2 separate regions of the Sus scrofa genome follow, and region 1 is linked to region 2. A link is a contact called in public promoter capture Hi-C data. All regions are on one chromosome and are shown on one strand. The core of a region is the stretch at or near the end of the contact, and the rest is flanking DNA. Distances in the headings are between cores, read along the strand shown.

Region 1 (2,852 bases), core at 107-2,606, 190 kb before region 2:
CATGATACCACATATAGAAAATCTTAAAAGCACCATCAGAAGACTCTTAGAATAAATGAATTCAGTAAAGTTGTGTACACATATACATGCACACGATGGAATCCTGCTCAGCCATCAAAAAAAAAAAAAAAAAAAAAAAAAAAGGAAGGAAATTCAGAGTTCCAGTTCCAGTTGTGGTTCAGTAGCAATGAACCCGACTAGTAACCATGAGGACGCGGGTTCAATCCCTGGCCTCACTCAGTGGGTTAAGGATCTGATGTTGCTGTGAGCTGTGGTGTAGGTCACAGACATGGCTCAGATCCTGCATTGCTGCGGCGTAGGCCGGCAACTGCAGCTCTGATTCAACCCCTAACTTGGGAGCTTTGATATGCCGCAGGTACGGATTTAAAAAAAGACCAAAAAAAATTAAAAAATAAAATGAGATACTTAAAATCTGTCATTAGCCACCCCAATCAAACTAGACACACGTGTTGCCTCAAGTTGAATAAATTTAAAACGAGAAGAAAGGGTTGTGCACAAAGCGGATTTATGTCAAGACAGAACAGAGCCTGACTTTTCTACTTGGAATTTCTTACCTGGAGGGATATGAAGCCTGTATAACAGCTTGATTTTCTCATTCATTTCTCCGTTATACATGATATCTGCAAAATTTTTAAAAAGAGAGAGACTGACTAGATGCAAATGATTAAAGTCTATGTGTCATGACACAAAGTCACTGTGGGGAGAGGGGTGAGGTCAATGCTCAATTGACCTGACATCCACCCCTGCCCCAGACACACTGAGTTTGAAAGGAAAACAAGAAGGGTGGTGACTGATTGGAGACTGGATAACCTTGGGAACTTTGGCCTCATGACTTCTGGAAGATTTTAATTGTAGCTGCAAAAGTTAAGAACGTGTCTCCTAACAAGCCACCACCACACCCGGGAGGTCAGTGACCTTGGATGTGGAGAGCCTGGGCCCCTGCCCCACCCGCCTTGGGCAGCCTATAAAAGTGGTCATGAGAGGAGCCTGCAAAGGGACTGTTAAAAATCACAAAATCACATCAGACTAGACACAAATCCACCTCCCTGAGTGGCCGTGCCTGCTTCATCACTCGCCCAATGAACTTGCTGCAGTAAAGACCCAGAGTCATACCCAGACAGCTCACGAAGGCTTTGAATTCAATAAGGTGGTCCATGTTGTCGTCCAGGAGCCTGAAAGTCCTCTCGGCCAGGATGTCTGTGTGGGCCCCACAGGTCCACGGCGAGACGAGCTGAAACAGGCGTGCAAACTGCCGGGCGTCTATGCGGTACTGCTCTGCGTAGGGCCTGCTGGGGTCGTGGCGCAGGGCCAGAGGTCCAGGCTGCTCCCAGTAGCAGCTCATCATGTGTTCTCGCTGAGGGGGAGGGGGAAGGGCTGTGAGGGCGGCACCTGGGCGAGGCCCAGGCTTAAGAGGCCTTCCTGCCTCAATTACTCTGCCTGCTAAAATTGTTACCACTGAGTAAGCAACATCACAACAAATAAAAACATTATCTCACCCTCTCACCACTCCAACCAGATGTGTACTTTTCCCTATTACCCTGTAGTCTATGCCTACACGAATATGTTAATTTTGACATTTTTTTCTTTTAATTAAGGTTTCTTTTGTTTTTTCATTGTAGCAAGATGCACACACCAAAATTTATCATTTTAACAATTTTTAAATGTACAGCTTGGCTGCTATAGTTTGAATTATAGAAGTCACATAATTTCTACTCTGCTATTTTCACTTAAGATCCTATTATTTGAAAGTCAAAAAGTACTGACAAATCTATAGGACACAGAAGAAACTATTAACACTGGTCCCCTGTTGGGACAGAAATAGGGGCAGAGATTCAGATGAGGAAGTGAGCCTTTTTACTGCATGTTTTTTTTTTTAATATGTTGTGAATTTTGAACCATATCAATAGGTTAAAAATTCAAAAATTTAAAAAACAGAGGCAGTTTGAAGTCTTGGGAAGAGACTGAAAACTAAAGCAGTCAAAACTGGCCCTGTCACCTAGGACCAGATCAGCCTCTCTTTTTTTTTTTTTTTTTTTTTTTTTTTTGGTTGGTCTTTTGTCTTTTTAGGGCTCCACCCGTGGCATATGGAGGTTCCCAGGCTAGGGGTCGAATCAGAGCTACAGCTGCTGGTCTTTACCACTGTTGGAGACCACTGAACTGCTGAACTCTGCAGAAGGCAAACTTGGAGCATGTGCAAAAGCACAAGAAGCTAACACGCAGAATTCTAAGGTACAGGGTCTCCTTCAAAGACAAGCTAAGGGAGTTATGCATTAACCATGAGCAGCTGCATTATGCCCTAGAGGTATGCACCTGTAACTAGTTTCTTTGTTATTCACTAAGAGATCGCTTTGTCATTGCCTGCACCTGATTTTGCTCATTACCTCTTCCCTAATAAAAGTCATGAGGGCTAAAGCCTAGGTGCCTTTGTTCTGCAGAACAGAGTGCCTCCTGGTCCCTCACTTTCTAAATGTAAAACAGTCTTGTGGAGTTCCCGACGTGGCGCAGTGGTTAACGAATCCGACTAGGAACCATGAGGTTGCGGGTTCGGTCCCTGCCCTTGCTCAGTGGGTTAATGATCTGGCGTTGCCGTGAGCTGTGGTGTAGGTTGCAGACGCGGCTCGGATCCCGCGTTGCTGTGGCTCTGGCGTAGGCCGGTGGCTACAGCTCCGATTCAACCCCTAGCCTGGGAACCTCCATATGCCGCGGGAGCGGCCCAAGAAATAGCAGCAACAACAACAACAAAAAAAAAAAAAAAAAAAAAAAACAGCCTTGTGTGTTAGGCCACGCTTCCCTCCCTCATGATCTCCCATTGCCCTGCAGCACTGGATTCG
Region 2 (2,843 bases), core at 232-2,731:
TTTTTTTTTTTTGTCTTTTTAGGGCCACACCCGCGGCATATGGAGGTTCCCAGGCAAGGGGTCAAATCAGAGCTGCAGCTGCTGGCCTACACCACAGCCACAGCCACAGCCACAGCAACGTGGGAGCTGAACTTCGTCTGTGACCTACACCACAGCTCACAGAAACACTGGATCCTTAACCCCTGAGGGAAGCCAGGGATGGAATACGCAACCTCATGGTTCCTAGTAGAATTTGTTTCCGCTGCGCCACAACACTGAGCTGCTATCATTTTTTTCAGCATAGACTGGATTTCTGCAACTGGCCTGGTGGGAATTGCTAGTTGAAATCCTTGTAGGGTTTTGTAGGTCTAGGGAGGAACCTTGCAAGTCTGGGACCAGCCACTTGGTGGGTCCCAGCCTGGAGTGCACACTAGTCACCTGGGCAGATGTTTTTGCTTTTTAAAAATTTTACTAGGGCTGCACCTGTGGCGTATGTAGGTTCCCAGGCTAGGGGTCGAATCCGAGCTGTAGCTGCTGGCCTATGCCACGGCCACAGCAACATCAGATCCGAGCCACATTTGTGACCTACACCACAGCTCACGGCAACCCTGGATCCTTAACCCAGGGATTAAGGATCGAGGCCAGGGATTGAACCAGCATCCTAATGGATGCTAGTCAGATTCGTTTCCCCTGAGCCAGGACAGGACCTCTGTTTTTGCTTTTTGTTTGTTCATACCTGGCCATTAGGGCCAGGATTTGTAAAGGATTCCTGGAAACTTCCAGTGCACAGCTAAGGCCCAGAATGAGCGACCTAGGGCAGACTAGGTAAGAAGTTGCAAAGCAGGAGTTCCCTCGCGGTGCAGTGGGTTAAGGATCAGGCGTGGAGTAGGTTTGGTTCCTGGCTTGGGAATTTTTGTTTGCCACAGCGCAGCCAAAGAAAAAGTTGCACAACAATTTTGTATATAAATGTTTATTGTTAAGTTTCCAGAGATCTTGTTAAAATAGCCATGTACATGTGCAGTATGATTCCATTTCTTTAAAAAGGAGTGTAAGTCTAAAAATTAACTTTGCTTATGAGAAACATGTTATCCTTATCTGCACTTAAAGTTTTAGCATGACCATCCATGTGTGTTATATTAAAAAAGATTTCATATTCTAACATGCATTTTTCCAAACAAATAACACCGTCCTTTATTGAGACCGTTCGTTCCCGCACTGCCCAGGGGGGTCCTGGGGGCTGAACTCTTGAAGGAGGACAGGCAGACTATGCCGCAGCGGGGGGGCTATGGCACCGCTTGACTCCCACAGCGCGAGACCCGGCCGGGCCCCTCCCTCAGGCCCCGCCCCCATTTCCGGCGCTTTGCCCCGCCCACCCAGCGTCTGGGGATCTTCTCCCTGGCCCGGCACCAGCAGCCTCGCTCTGGCTCCGCGCTGCCCTTTCCGCGGCCGGCTGGTTTCTCGGTGTGTTTTGTTTGCGACGCTGTCGTGCAACAGCGCGCTTTACGGCCGCAGGGACGGAGCGAGCCGGCGCCAGGGCCACTCTGGCCGGGGAGCAGGGCGGGCGGGTGAGGTTGATGCCCGGCGGCGGGGCGAGCGCGGCGTCTGGCCGGCTTTTCACCGCCGCAGAGCAAAGAGGGACCCGGGAAGGGGCGGGGTCGGCGTCCAGGTGCGGCCCGGGGGTCTCCGGCTCCGGCAGCGGCAGAGGCGGAGCGGGCGTCCCCGGGCCGGGGAGTGGAGGCCCGGGGGGCCCTGCGGGCAGGATGAGCCTGACCCCGAAGGAACTCTCGAGCCTGCTGAGCATTATCTCGGAGGAGGCGGGCGGCGGCAGCACCTTCGAGGGCCTGTCTACCGCATTCCACCACTACTTCAGCAAGGCCGACCACTTCCGCCTGGGCTCGGTGCTGGTCATGCTGCTGCAGCAGCCAGACCTGCTGCCCAGCGCGGCGCAGCGCCTCACGGCGCTCTATTTGCTCTGGGAGATGTACCGCACCGAACCGCTCGCCGCCAACCCCTTCGCCGCCAGCTTCGCGCATCTGCTCAACCCCGCGCCGCCCGCCCGCGGCGGCCAGGAACCCGACCGGCCGCCGCTCTCAGGTACGCCCGGGGCCAGGTGTGCGTCGCCGAGGGTGAGATTGGCAGCTTCTCGGCCTTCACCCGCACTTGAAACTGATTGTTGCCTTTTGAGATTCCCTACCCCCCACCCCTTCCACCAAGTATGAAGAAGTAACAGCTTCATGGCGCCGAAAATTATCCCTCCCAACAATGCAGGTGGTCCAATCACGCAGCGTAATATGGGGCTTGATGGTTTAGCGCCTCAGATAAAATTTGTTCTCGTCAAGCCCGTCGGAGGTGTGTGAAGTTGTAAGTAATGACACACTGGATCTGCCCCCGGCTTTTAGTCTCAGACGAGTCAATTAGGAGTCATTCAGAACCTGAGGAAGTTGAGCGGAAACACATTTAACAGCGTTTAAGGACATCACAGCCACCTTCTTCTTGCTGTTAGGTCTTTGGGTAATGCGATGGGGGCGGAGGAGAGAAAGTCTCAAATTCACGGCCTAGGTTAGAAAACCCAAGGCTGTTGGACATGATGTGAAAGTTATGCTCGGTCAACTTCCGTGAAGATCGGTGGGTTTGATAGGAGGCTGCCTTTTTAAAAAAAAAAAAAAAACTCCAGAGATGCTTTATGAGACTTGAATTTGGGAGAAGACCTAAACCGGGCGAGGGGAAAGGCCCAGAAGAGATGGTGGTGAGGGTACCTGGAAGACTTAGTCAAGGACCAGTGTAGGGGGTGAGGCAGGTAGAGAGGTGGGAAGCAGCTTGATGGTAGGGTCCTTCAGCGGTGGTAAGACAGGCAGATCACTCCT

The links. Promoter capture Hi-C pulls out the DNA fragments that hold promoters and counts their contacts.
Region 1: a contact with region 2 is called in a promoter capture Hi-C map of skeletal muscle, with 6 times the contacts expected there. The contact joins the enhancer-like site here to the promoter of CNOT11 in region 2. A contact is called at or near these places in 2 of 5 promoter capture datasets (fetal skeletal muscle and skeletal muscle), 17 of 47 Hi-C or Micro-C datasets (blood, brain, embryonic fibroblasts and 9 more) and 2 of 2 datasets of contacts at active chromatin or transcription factors (alveolar macrophages and skeletal muscle).

What each region holds. Positions count from the first base shown.
Region 1 is chr3:53,268,650-53,271,501 of Sscrofa11.1, reverse strand. TBC1D8 (TBC1 domain family member 8) reads right to left here. Exons shown (of 20, transcript XM_021087166.1): 16 at 1,135-1,375; 17 at 576-641. Among named protein-coding and RNA genes, the nearest start is that of RPL31, 25 kb to the left of the region's middle. Within about 2 kb of position 1,356, at least 6 of the 83 cell types and tissues checked have an H3K27ac peak or open chromatin away from gene starts, as enhancers often do. A contact at or near this core is called in skeletal muscle, where this site is marked.
Region 2 is chr3:53,079,953-53,082,795 of Sscrofa11.1, reverse strand. CNOT11 (CCR4-NOT transcription complex subunit 11) reads left to right here and starts at 1,481. Exons shown (of 7, transcript XM_003124884.6): 1 at 1,481-2,073. The coding sequence starts at 1,554.